Linked DNA regions of Sus scrofa: all the other regions are linked to region 1. The links are chromatin contacts, called in public HiChIP or PLAC-seq maps. All regions are on one chromosome and are shown on one strand. Each heading gives the region's core, a stretch centred on a gene start, on an enhancer-like site or on the middle of the called end of the contact. The rest is flanking DNA. Distances are from core to core; before and after follow the strand shown. Region 1 overlaps POC1B (POC1 centriolar protein homolog B). Region 2 overlaps LOC110260804 (a long non-coding RNA gene). Region 3 has its middle 120 kb from the start of DUSP6.

Region 1 (4,801 bases), core at 934-3,433:
ATCTAGCAACTCTCTTTTTGAGGTCAGAATTCTTGATTAAAAGAATAAAAATGTATCACTAGAAGATAGGAAAGAAATGGCGTCTAAATGATCTAATTTCGCCACCTTAACTCTTTTTACAGTAACCACAAGTATTTCATTTCTGGGTTTGAAGATAACATAGCCTTCCTATGATTTGTCTTTTATTATGTTTTCTATGAGGCTCATCTGCATTGCATAATCTCAGTCTTCTGGGTAAAAATGTTCAGCCTTTTACAAAAGCCACTTGTTTGCCAGCCTTAATGGCGCCGCTTGTTGGAAGGTTCTGGCGTCTTAGACCTTGGGAACCAGCTGAGTACAAATATAAATCACCAGTTCCTACATGGACAGAACGGGTGAGCGCCCAATTGCTTTTAGAATAAATGAGAGAAGAAGGCCCCGGGGAAGAAGGCGAGAAGCACCAAGTCCTTTCGGCCTTGTGAGACCGACCCCTCTCCTTTCTGCGTATCTAACCTCAAGTCTTTGCAAGGCTCCTGGCCCGGGCACTCCATCTTAATCAACACCTAAGAGCAGGTTCTTTCTTGTGGGAAAGACGCCCACTTTCCAAACAAAGTGTCTTAACCCTGCCTGGATTGTGCATGGGAGCGTCACCTGTTCACGCGGACTTTGTCTTCTTCAGACCGTCACAAGCTACACTGCACAGTCCAGCCCCCAGACAACACCCAGCTTTCCTTCCTTCCGGAGGAGCTAACTTAGTGTGTGTGTCTGTCACTTTTCTCCCAGCAGTGCCCTACTGTTCTGCATATTTTGGTGGGAGGCCATAGAGCCATTCTAAGGGATAGTGGTAGATCTTGATGATGGAAAGGCATTAAAATAGCTCTTCCAGGAGAATTGCAGAATATTGTAAGAAGGGGTTATGGTTAGTTAAAAAGCTTTTGTTAATAAAGTAATTGTTTTGATGGCTCCTAATTTTATAATGGCTACTTGAGATTACCTTAGTCTGTAAATTGCATGGGAAATTCTGTACAATATTCAGCAAGAAGGAAAACTCCCTTTAACATAACCAAATAGTTATTATATAAACAATAATAATTTGTAGTAGTCAGGGCATGGTTCATGGTTAAAAACTATAAGCGATCCATTTGAGTCTTGGACTCTGAGATTGAGCTTTTATCTCAACCTTCTATAAAGGTGAAAACATAATTTATGATAAAAATAACCACTCTTCTACCAATTTTGTGTTTTAGTTCTAGCAGTGGTATATGTCTATATTGTTTTGGGCCTTAGAAATGTTCTTTAGAGATTACATTATCATAATAATAGCAGTAATAATAATCTAACATATGCATCATTATTCTAATTGCCTTACATAAACTGTCATTAAATCATCCTAAAAACTCTGTCACATAAGTACCATTTTCATCCCATGAGAAACTGAGGCGCATGTGAGTTAAATCTTAAAGTGGCGGTATGAGAATTTCAACCCATTCACTCTGGTTCTCTTCTGTACCTTCAACGATCTTGATGCAGTGCCTCATTAGAATCAAAATTTAATTTCATCTTGTTAGCAGATAATACGTGTTGGACCCTGTACTAGCTTTAGAGCATGCCGCAGTGCGCAAGATGGGCATGGTTCTTGTCCTTCAGCATTTGTTAGGAGCAGGGTTTGAGCTCATGGACGCCTCGACGTGATGGACACTCCAGAACCTCAGAGCGGGGTGGCATCTGTGAGGTCATGTACCCCCACCCTCCCTTGCCTGAATGCATGAATCTCTTGCTGGGTGACGGAGAACTCAGCTCCCCATAAGGCAGCCTCCTCTGTTTCAAGGCCCCTGTAGTTATGGAAGGGTTCTTTCCTTTAATCAAAATGGAGAGCTAGAAGGTCCTATTCATATTCTCGGAGGTCAGCCTGCAGAGAACTTTAGTGCACGTGTCACTACCTCAGCACCTGCTCATTATGGAGAAGACCGTACGCTTTTACTTAGTAGTAATTTCCTGCTTCATCTTAACGCACGTGGCAGCAGCTGCCACAATTCGGCAAGATATCGAAGCTCAAGGATTTCTCTATGAGAGATGCTGACCATTTCCATGTGACTTAGATTCTTTTGGAGCAGCTGCCGTTTCAGATGGCAAAACCAGATTCTCTTTCTCATTGGGAAACCCTTTCATGTCTACACTAGGTGGCAGTAGAGAAAAGAGAATAACAAGCCTCTGGCCATCTAGCTCAAGATTCAAAGGAAAAGTGAGTCGGCCTCAGGTTTCACCTTTGCCTCAACTCTGGATTCAGAGCTGATAGGAAGGTGGCTGTGCGTTCAGCTCAAGGAGCAGCCAGAAACATAAGTGCTGGCAGGCTGGGCAGATAGTCCTGCATGGTTCTGATTCCTTCTTTTACTGCAGGGTGGCAATTATTGGGTGTGTACATCTCTCCCTCGTACACAACTGGCTGGATAAATATAAGAAACGCTTAATATTTCCAAAGCTAGAGCTCTACTCATCAAACTTGATAAGTGCTATCTATCTACCTGTTTGTTTGTTTTGCTTTTGGGGGCTATACTCACAGCATATGGAGGTTCCCAGGCTAGGGGTTGAACTGGAGCCACAGCTGCCAGCCTACACCACAGCCACAGCAATGCAGGATTCGAGCCACGTCTGCAACCTACACCCCAGCTTGAGGCAACGCCGGATCCTTAACCCACTGAGCGAGGCCAGGGATCGAACCCTCATCCTCATAGATCCTAGTCGGATTCATTATAGCTGAGCCACAGGGGAACTCCTGATAAGTGCTGTTTAAATCATTCCACTCCTCTTACCATCAGCTCAGCCCTTCTTACCACAGTCCCTGACTGTTGCAGTGTTGTCCTCACTGTTCTCCCTGCTTTATTCTTGACACCCTGCTTGCCCCTGTCAGAGTAATCTTCTTAGAGCACATTCGCGCCTCCAGTGTTTCTGGGCCTTCCCACGTTCCGTCACCCCCACGATTTGACCCTCGCCAACCACTCTTGCTGCTGCCCAGTGCACAAGTATCGTGTCCGCGTTCTGCCTCTATGCCCCGAGCTGCACGTACCCTCATCTCTGTCTCTCTCTTTGTTTTCTAAACCTTTTTAAAAGGAACTCTCTCAGGCTCCGTTTCCTCCATGGGAAGCCTTTCTCACCAAGTGTTCAGTCAACAGTTTCTCCTTTGAGGTTCACCAGGGCACTTGCTTTTGGCACCATTTATTTGATACCAAGTTCCACTCCTTAAGCTGCCCTTGTTTACGTCTTTGTATTCATAATGTTCAATAAATAATTAGTGATCATGTGATTTCTTTCTTTCTCTCTCTCTCTTTTTTTTTTTTTTCTCTCTGAATTCTGAAATAACCACCCTCAGAGTCAGTGGCTACCCTAGTTGGTTATTCCCTTGCTTTTCTTTTTAATTTTACTATAAATGTTTAAATCAGTGATTAGATATTTTTTCATTTTGGATAATTTTAAACTTTATTTGAAAAAATTTTTTTTCCTTCTGTTTTTAGAGCCGCACCCATGGCATATGGAGGTTCCCAGGCTAGGGGTCTATTTGGAGCTGTAGCTGCCAGCCTACACCAGAGCCACAGTAACGCAGGATCTGAGCCGCATCTGCGACCTACACCACAGCTCACAGCAACGCCGGATCCTTAACCCTCTGAGCAAGGTCAGGGATTGAACCCACAACCTCATGGTTCCAAGTCGGATTCATTTCCACTGTGCCACGATGGGAATTCCCTTAAACTTTATATAAATAGAATCATACTGCATATATTTTTCTATAGCCTGCTTTTTCACTTAACACTAAAATCCTGAGATTCATATGAATTTCATTCATTTTCACTGCTGTATAGGATCCCAGTGAATTTACTACAGTAGTAATTCTCGTGATTTGTGAATCTCTTCTACTCTTGATGAACATTTAGGGATTTCTGACTGTGATTTGTGTTCATTTTTGCCATTACAAACTTTGTTGCTATAAACAGTGTCAGCATCACTAAGCTTTTTAGCTTTTGCAATCTAATGGGTATTAAGTAGCATTTTGCTTTAATCTTTCCTTTTCTAATTACTGCTAATGTTTCTGAAAATCTCTCCATAGTCTAGATAACTCTTAGATTATAATTTTTACTTGGGATTGCCATTCTTTGCACGTTGATTAGTAGGTTTTTCTTATATATATTGTAGCTATTTGTCCTTTTTCAGTTTTAGACGTAGAATCTCTTCCTGTTCCATTATCTGATTGTTAACTTTGTGGTTTCCATTGTTAAACAGAAATCCTTAATTTTAATGTAATCAGATGGATCAATTTTTTTTTTTTTTTTGCCTTATGGTTTTCCTTTTCGAAGCTTTTGTTTAAGACGTCTTTCTCTACCCTAAGCCAGAAAGATATTTTCCTACATTTACTCCCATAAATTTTACAGTTTTAAATAACTTCTAGGTATCTAATTTATCTGCTGTCCATCTTTGTATGTAATATTAGGCAGGGATCATTTATTGAACTAGTTTTCTCAGGTAAAAATCATCTTTCCTCTTCTGACTTGTGACATCGCTTTTCTTTTGTATTTCTTTTCTGTATATACAGGGCTCTGCTTCTGAGCTCTTGATGGTACAACCTTCTATTTATGTGAAACTTCTTTATTGACTTTACATGAGTTTTTTTTTTTTTTTCATAGATGTCTTATGCATCTTTGTTTTTTCGGATGTATTTAAAAATTTTATGATATTGTAAATGTTTTTTTTTTAATTTACATTTTCTAATTGCGTACTGAAATGCAGACATACACTTGGTTTTCCTGTATTGATTTTGGATCTAGTAAACTGC
Region 2 (4,513 bases), core at 1,443-3,942, 200 kb after region 1:
AATCACTATGGAAAACAGTATGGAGGTACCTCGGAAAACTAAATACAGAACTACCATATGACCCAGCAATCCCACTCCTGGGCATCTATCCAGACAAACTTTTATTGAAAAAGATACATGCACCCCTCTGTTCAAGGCAGCACTATTCACAATAGCCAAGACATGGAAACAACCTAAATGTCCTTTGACGGATGACTGGATTAAGAAGATGTGGTACATATGCACAATGGAATACTACTCAGCCATAAAAAGAACATGGATGGAACTAGAGACTCTCATACTAGGTGAAGTAAGTCAGAAAGAGAGACAGATACCATATGATATCACATATCTGGAATCTAATATACAGTACAAATGACTATTTCTACAGAAAAGAAACAAACTCATGGATTTGGAGAACAGACTTGTGGTTGCCGAGGGGCCGGGGGAGGGACTGGGATGGACTGGGAGTTTGGGGTTAGTAGATGCAAACTGTTGCATCTGGAGTGGATAAGCAATGAGATCTTTCTGTATAGCAGAGGGAACTATATCTACTCACATGCGATGGAGGGTAATGTGACACAAAGAGAATATATATATATATATATATATATACACATATATATACACACACACACACGCATGCACACACACACACATATACACACACACACATATATATGACTGGGTCACTTTGCTGCACAGCAGAAACTGCAAAACAATGTAAATCAACTACAATAGAAAAAATAAAAACCTAAAAACATAAGAATTATGGTGAACCATAAATGGAACAAAAAGCCCGCTAGAGGAGGTGTCAGGAAGATTGAGTTCTCACTTGAGTTCTGTTGTTAACCATTTCTATGATCTTCATAGAATACTTCTTGATCTCTTTCCTCACCTGTGAAATAATACATTAGAGGAGTTCCCGTCGTGGCTCCGTGGTTGACGAATCTGACTAGGAACCATGAGGTTGCGGGTTCAATCCCTGGCCTTGCTCAGTGGATTAAGGATCCGGCGTTGCCGTGAGCTGTGGTGTAGGCTGGCGGCTACAGCTCTGATTCGACCCCTAGCCTGGGAACCTCCATATGCCATGGGAGCCGCCCAAGAAATGGCAAAAAGACAAAAAAAAAAAAAAAAAGAAAGAAAAGAAATAATATGTTAGAGCTCCAGAATCTATGGCTCAGAGGATGCCATTTTGTATGATTCTGTAGAAGCATATATGTAGCTTTTGTAAATAGAAATAAAAGTGCAAGGGGCTCCTTGTCAGTAGGTTATGCTCTCAGGATTAAGCTGTGGTTTCGGTAAGGGATTTGATCCAGTCCACCTACATGTTCTCTTACGTGGTTCTTCTTGGAGACAGGGCAGACAATTCTCTTTCCCACTTGTGACGAGGCATTCTGTCTATGAGTATTGTTAACTTTGGTCTCCCTGGCATTCGCCTTGAAATGATTAAATGAATAATGTGGCAAGTGCGGTTGCCACAGAGTTTATACCCAATAATGGCCCCAAAGAGTTACACATGGCTGCTCCTTGACCCAGTAAAATGCAGTTATAAAAATCCACCAGGCAATTGGAAGCTGTCAAAAGTCATTTCTCAATGAGTCATTTGTCTCTGTTAACAAGAATGAGTTAGGGACAAGTGGAAAATATTTGTTATTTTAAGGCAGCTAAATTTCAACAGATGAGCAAAAAGTTGTCATTCCACACTTATGAATAACAGTTGGTTATTTTGAAACCAACAGCCCTTGCTTCCTTCAGGCGTGCTTATGAATGCTTATCACTCAGACAACTTGTTAGTTACCAGTTTCCCAAAGCAGAGACGGAGAACCACCCTCTGCTACGGATGCGAAGCCGGAAAATGGGGGGATGCAGGAGGAGAGTCAGGTATAATCAGACTGGAGGAGCCCAGCCTGGATTTTGCTCTTTTCCCAAGCCCCTCTTTCATCTGTAAAGTGAAGTTGTTTTTAGAGACTCCCTCAAGATCACGTCTGCTCTAAATATCTGTGACTTATGAACTCAGTGGCCTTAAGTAAGTGGTAAAATCTCAGTATCTTCCTGTTGATTCATTTGTTTGTAATAAACTTTAATCAACACATGATATCCCTAACTATGTAGTTACGGATACTTGGCTTTGTGATGTGGGCAAGATAAACTCCTGACTTCTGCATATTAAATTATTCTTAATTAGCAATTGAAGTACATTCATCAGATAATTGCTCACCGTTTGAAATCTTTATCTATAGAAGGGTTATTGACCTGTTTTCCATTGGAGATGAACTTTGTAAGCTTTCTGTGAGTGTGAGATAAGAGTCTACGAGCATGTACATATTCTAAAGAAAATACAGGAGAAAAAGACTCTTAGAAAATCTCAACTCTTCTCGTATGAATAATCATATTCTCCGCAGCTTAACAGTCTAGAAATCTTTTTATTTTTTTTTTAAAGTACTGGACTGAAGATTCCGAGGGAGCCAATGGCTATAAGCCATAGTGCTATGGCAGTTAATGTGTAACATACAGCTTCCTGGTGAATGGATCAGAAATAACTCCATTACACTTAAAAAGGCAGTTTATTTGCCAGGTTTTATGTGTACAATTATGAAAGGGTTTTCAGCATTTAGAGTCCAACCCTTGGAATTATTGCAGAGAGCCTCGTCATAGCTATAGCTGTACAGAGGCCAAGATCCCCTGGGGAGGGTGAAATAGCCAAAGACTACCACGTTGGCTGAGCAAACACTTCCTGCTTTCTCTAAGGTGACTGATTATTCCAAAAGGCTGGGACTACCTGAGAGATAGCTGTGGTGAGAGAGCTACCAGGTTAATAAAGAAGGGATTCAGGCATAGGCCCTGGGGTGAAAGGTTAAGAGGCATGGTTTACATAGAAGCTTTATTTAGTTATCACTCAGAGGTCTGTTCAAGGAAACTGTCTTGCGCAATAATTAAGATCACAGTTTGGACTGAATGAGGGCTCTGCACCGAAGGGCAATACCTCTTTATTGATTAGGATTTCGTTTTACTTTGAATAAGCAGATCCATGCATGTGAACAATGACAAAGCCTAAGTCCCATTGTTAAATGAAATTACGACCTTCCTAAGTACCTCATTAGCTCTTCTTTCCAGAACCCTAAACCTTCCTCAATCAACAAGTTCATATACTATCTCAGTTTCCCTGTGGGAAAGGCTCTAAGCTAGCCTAAATATTTGGGGACTTTTTCAAATATCTAGTTGAAATCGGCATTACTTTAGCAGAAATTTCCATTTTCTCTTTGAAGAGCTTAAAGATCTATAGTATTTCCTTATTTTTTCCTTTTTGATGGGGAAGCCACCTTTGTGTGTGTGTGTGTGTGTGTGTGTGTGTGTGTGTGTATGTGTGTGTGTGTGAAGGTATAATGTTGAAATGATGTCTGTGTCTGTAAATAGTCAAGCAGATGCCTCCTTTTTGGGTATTTTCCCCATTTTTGAAAACAGCGGATCACACAATATTACTTATACAAACAAACATCCAACCTTTATAACTGCAAACATGAGGACAATCTGCTAATTGCTGTTTTCTTTTGCCATAACACCTATGTGTGTGTATCTGACTCAGAAGCCAGAGATCACAATAGCTCGTTTCACACAGTGAATTTCTAGCTACTTAAAAAGGAACACCTCCAAACCTAATTTGATTTATGCAGATGAGCTCCCTTCCAAAATTTCAGGAATCTAATCTTTGCAAAAAGCTAGGTATAAGTAACAGTTTGGGAGAGGAAGCTGTCTGTTCCAGAGCTGCTCAGCACTTAATGGGTGACCCAGTGCTTTCTAAACATCTGTTCTTTCTGTGTGGTCTGGAGGAGGCAGGTGGTATCCTAGAATTACAGATGATGAGTCAGATAAAAATATGGTGGGTGTGTCAGAGGCTGTAAGAACTCACCAAGTATTAATGTACTCCTTTGCTTTTCCCAGGCTCCCTTGCAGTTAAGCTTAGAGCTATATGAATAGTTGTGGCCAATGAAAAGTGAGAAGAAGTGCCATGTGTGTCATGTTTGCACTAAGACCTTAAGAGATGGCCTGCTTCCTTCAGTTCTTTTTTCCCTCAGCGTTCCAGATGGCACAGCTATGAGACAGCGATCTGAGGCAGAAACACATTTTTCCTGGGTTAAGCCATTGAGATTTGGGGTTTGCTATCATAGCAGCGAGCATTAATTACCCTGATTAATACCGTAAGTGATACTCCTTCAGTTAGAAAGTTGTTGGAAAAGCTGGGGCCATTATCTAGATCAAGAAATCACAAATCTGAAAAAAAAAAAGAGCCATATGTCTGAATCACAAAGAGCCTCACCTGGACATCTTGAAGAGCATCGGAGGGAATTCTGATCAGCTCCACTGCCGAGCAAATGATGAAGAACTGCAGGAGCTTCGATGTACGTGGTTTTCTTACACTTAGAAGGAAAAAGTTTATGCTTGAGCTCGGTCCCGTCACTACTTTTTTTCATATAACTTCTTGGAGCTAGAGAAGAAAGGAAAAGCAAAGCAAAACATGCAATTTCATTACGCT
Region 3 (4,300 bases), core at 180-2,679, 240 kb after region 1:
ATAGCCCAAGGTGACTAAGCCACCAAACAAGAATACTTTTGCTTCCATTTTATAGACAAAGCCCTCAGTAGTTAAATAGATGGGTCAGGCCACTCAGCCAGAGCCAGGATTCAAAGTCTAGCCTCGCTGGCCCCCAAACCATTGCCCTTCCACCACAGTTCTCTGCTTTATGCTGTCTCACATATGTTAAAAAAAAAAAAAAAGAAAAAGAAAACCCAACCCCATGTGTGAAGAGTAAGTTTCAGATATTTTCACCATCAAGTCAGAGTGTTTAATTCAGTTGTGAGGGAACCTCACAAAACTTAGTTCATGATGGAGTTCCTGTTGTGGCGCAGTGGTTAATGAATCCGACTAGGAACCATGAGGTTGCGGGTTCAGTCCCTGCCCTTGCTCAGTGGGTTAACGATCTGGCGTTGCCGTGAGCTGTGGTGTAGGTTGCAGACGCGGCTCGGATCTTGCGTTGCTGTGGCTCTGGCGTAGGCTGGCGGCTACAGCTCCAATTTGACCCCTAGCCTGGGAACCTCCATATGCCGCGGGAGCGGCCCAAGAAATAGCAACAACAGCAACAACAACAACAAAGACAAAAAAAGACCAAAAAAAAAAAAAACTTAGTTCATGTTTATAAGTTAGTCAGGAAATTTTCCTTCTCTTTTAGTTTTTTCCCCCACCAGCAGAGCTTCTAATAAATGCAGTCATTTCAGTCTTTGATATCATAATTATGAAGTTCAAAAGTAAAGTTTATTTTAATTTTGTTTGACCTTGAAATGTATCTTGGATTCAAGCTTTATCAGAGGGAATATACATAAAGCTGTTTGCAAGTGGGCTGTTCTCCAAGTCTGGTCTTTTTTTTTTTTTTTTTTTTCCTTCAAGCTATTGGGTAACCAGTGGCCTTTTAGAATTTCCCCCAATTAACATATAATTAGATACGGTACTCTAGATTTATGGCTTCCTAACTTTGGAGAGGCAACAGAACAAGAGCTCCCAAGTGGGAGTCTGGAGACCAACATTTCAGCTTGGGCTCTGCTTCTTAATAACTCTGTGACCTTGAGGAAATCCTGTCTGCCCACCGAGCCTCAATTTCCTAACCCATGAAAGGGACTGATCAGGCCTCAATACCTCACAGGAATGTTGTGAAGATAAAATAATGTATGGGAGAGCACTTTGTAAACTGAAAGGTAATGGAGAACTGTAAGTCGATATTATTATTTATTTTATGAGCCAGAAGAAATCAAAGCTCTGGTTTCATTGCCAGGAGGATTTTCCTCACAGATCTAATTCTTAAAGCTTGGCTTTGCTGAGTTAATGAGTACTTTCCAAATAAAGATCCCTTTTACTGCTTTGATTTTTGTGAACTTCCCTTTACTCTGATTCAAAGTCACATGGGAAGGTGCTCTTGTAAAGCCATTGTTTAATTTAGACTTTTCATACTGCGTGTATGTCCGGCTATTCTCTGGTTTCAGTCTCCAAGGAGCCTCTGAGGGCAGGCCCTGCTTCTTTCCCTTACATATAGTTTGGCAGCAAATGAGATGTTTTCAATAGAGATGAAAAAACTTGCAGTATGCAACCTGTCACCTCAAGGAAGAAGCACATCCTGTTCTAAAGAAGTTGCCTCAGAGCCGGCCTGGGGACTATGCTGGTGTTTTTACCTATGACTCAGGCAGTAGCCTGAGAAGATGTTTTAAGGAGAGAGCTGTTACATGATATTGTTGTAAGAATGCGAGAAGCCACCATACAGAGCTCTTTATTTGGGTAACTTAGACGTCTAGTCAGGACTCAGTTCTGTCCAGTGTGCCTGAAACTTTTCAGGCAAATACACAGGGAAAATGCAAAGTTGATTTTTAAAAGATCATTAGGTGTAAGCAGATATGCTTTAATTTTAATCTCCTGTGTGCAGGAATTAAGGCAATGAGTAGTTGACTTATTCTTTCTAAAGTCGCTTGTGTGGTTCAGTTGGAGCCAATTACTTCAAGTTTTTGTATTAAAGTTCACCTGCTAATTGTGTTCTAATCTTGTTCTTCCTAAGTTTTTGGCACTCAGGCATTGGAACCTGGGGATGGAACATGAGGGCATTTTAAAGAAATGAAGGGGGTTTTATAACCACAATTCCACTGTCATGGTTTGAGGCACTATAAAAGGTGGAAGGGTTGAACGCAGTCTCTTCATATCTGCTGTCTCTTGCCTTTTGTGTTGTATTTTGACCGAACTCTGAGATAATAGTTTTGGTAGCAGAGAGTTTGTTTCTCTCCATCTAGGGACCTTGGCAGAGTCCCACAGTACCAGGGCAATAGGCACAGTGCTCAAAGTGTCCCATCAACGGCGATTTTCTCCTCTCTTCTCCCTCTTAATCCATTGCCTGGGGTTGAATTTGCTGTGTCAAGCCATAGGATAGACAAATTGTCCACAGGGATAACATGGTTGTCAGCCACTTCCTAAAACCCACATCTGAGTGGTAGTAAATGCAGGCCTGAGACTCTAATATAACTCATGGTTCTATTTTCTGTCTCTCAAACAGTGACTTTCTTTATGAGTTATAGACAAAAGTGAAAATTAGCCATAATCAAATACGAAATTTGGGATCCCGAGGCCAACAAATCTTAGTGTTCCCATATTAAAGAGAAGCAGGATTTTGTTTTTTCTTATCCTAAGTCCCAGTTTTCACTAGCACCACACTATTTTTTTTTTTTTTTTAATAATCAGAGGCCTGGATGATGGGAAAAGTTCTGTAATATGCATGCTATTGCCCTACAATCAAACTTTTAATGTGGTCAGTTCTTTGCAAGCTCCATTGTAAGACTCTCCGGGATTCCCCAGGTGCCATCTGACATGAGTGCATGAACAGGTACAGCCAGGAATGATCACCTTATCTGTCACTTAGACATATTCGGAGACCAAATGACCTAATACCAGACTTGTTGCAGCTTCACTGGCCTCCCCCTTGCTGTGCCTTAAACACTCCAGAAAGTTCTCCCCACCACCTGACACTCTTTGTCTGCCTTCCCTATTTAGTTTTCTACTACATATGTACCACCAACTAACCCTCCCTGTATTTTACTTGCTTATAGCATTGACTGGTCGTCTCCCCCTGCTAGAAGGTAAGCACTAGTGGGACAAGGACTTCTTTTTTGTCTGTTTTATTCAGAGCTGTATCCCTAGTGCCTCGAACAGACCCTGGTACATAGAAGCCCTCCACAAATATTTGTTCAGTTAGTTCAGGATAACTTAACAAATGGAAGCCATTCTTAGTGAATGGATAGGATCTCTTTGTACGAGTACAGGTACATGATGATTCATTCATTCAACAACTGTTGGTTAAACACAAAGAGAGCCAGCACTACCCTTGTTAAGGGTGGAGCCAGAAACAGAACAGACATGGCCCTGTCCTCCGGGACTTCATTGTCCTAGTGCTCTAAGCATTACACCCAGTGGGTATTTCTAATTGTGGAAAAGTCAAAGACTTCTTTTCATAATAACTTAAGTGGGAACTTTAATTGAAATTTTCAGAACCTCTAAACATTATATCCTAAAACCTTAAATGAATTAAGTGTATTTATCATTGTTATTTTCAAAATATATTTAAGGTAGAATTAGAAAATTATACTCTGTTTTTAAACTTGTGAAAGAAAAGAGTTCTAAACATCTCCCTGGATATCGAGCTTTGTGTTTTATATATTTTTTCTGATCCTAATGACCAAATCAACCTCTTATTTAAAATTACATATGATAACCGTTAGATACACAGCAATGCATGATGACGGATCAAAATGTTACTCAAGCTTCTTCCTGATTTTAATTTTATGATATTTGATGTAGGTTTCTTCACAAAGCAACATGATCTTAGAGTCTGCAATTTTGTTCGCCTCCTATAGTTAGAAAAGATATTTTGAACTTCCTATTTCATTTTGAAAGTTATGACCAGATTTAAATTTAATATTTTTCATTCTCTGATTGTAAGAGGGTAAGCTATTAAGGTTTTTTCAGTCAGTCAGTAAGGTAGTACCGATTTGAATTTGGTCAGAATAGACTCTCAGTTACTTAGTAGTTTTGACTTTTGAAATTACCATTCTGCCAGTCTGCTGCAGGGAGTGATTCCAAAAACACTCTTTCACAGTATTTTTTCTGTGAAGGTACTGCATCGAGTTGCATTGGTCACACTGAATTTGCCACGTTACATGCAAGTAAGACAAGCTGAACTCATGCAAAGGAAACCGTCACAGCTCAGAGTAATCAAGTGGGGGTTTTGAAACACTCCCTTTTCTGATCATAAGAGGTTAATGAAATTGTAAACTCAGAGATAATGTTA

Evidence for each region. HiChIP or PLAC-seq counts read pairs in DNA pulled down with a chosen protein or histone mark.
Region 2: a contact with region 1 is called in an H3K27ac HiChIP or PLAC-seq map of alveolar macrophages. The contact joins two enhancer-like sites. A contact is called at or near these places in 11 of 47 Hi-C or Micro-C datasets (adipocytes, alveolar macrophages, embryonic fibroblasts and 6 more) and 1 of 2 datasets of contacts at active chromatin or transcription factors (alveolar macrophages).
Region 3: an H3K27ac HiChIP or PLAC-seq map of alveolar macrophages shows a contact between it and region 1. The contact joins two enhancer-like sites. A contact is called at or near these places in 1 of 47 Hi-C or Micro-C datasets (skeletal muscle) and 2 of 2 datasets of contacts at active chromatin or transcription factors (alveolar macrophages and skeletal muscle).

The regions. Positions count from the first base shown.
Region 1 is chr5:93,182,023-93,186,823 of Sscrofa11.1, forward strand. The region is part of intron 9 of POC1B (POC1 centriolar protein homolog B); the gene reads left to right. Among named protein-coding and RNA genes, the nearest start is that of GALNT4, 51 kb to the left of the region's middle. Within about 2 kb of position 2,184, at least 18 of the 83 cell types and tissues checked have an H3K27ac peak or open chromatin away from gene starts, as enhancers often do. A contact at or near this core is called in alveolar macrophages, liver, omental adipose tissue and 1 more, where this site is marked.
Region 2 is chr5:93,378,084-93,382,596 of Sscrofa11.1, forward strand. LOC110260804 (a long non-coding RNA gene) reads right to left here. Exons shown (of 3, transcript XR_002344275.1): 2 at 4,298-4,465. Among named protein-coding and RNA genes, the nearest start is that of DUSP6, 77 kb to the left of the region's middle. Within about 2 kb of position 2,693, at least 30 of the 83 cell types and tissues checked have an H3K27ac peak or open chromatin away from gene starts, as enhancers often do. A contact at or near this core is called in alveolar macrophages, liver, omental adipose tissue and 1 more, where this site is marked.
Region 3 is chr5:93,425,277-93,429,576 of Sscrofa11.1, forward strand. No RefSeq gene overlaps it. Among named protein-coding and RNA genes, the nearest start is that of DUSP6, 120 kb to the left of the region's middle. Within about 2 kb of position 1,430, at least 16 of the 83 cell types and tissues checked have an H3K27ac peak or open chromatin away from gene starts, as enhancers often do. A contact at or near this core is called in alveolar macrophages, where this site is marked.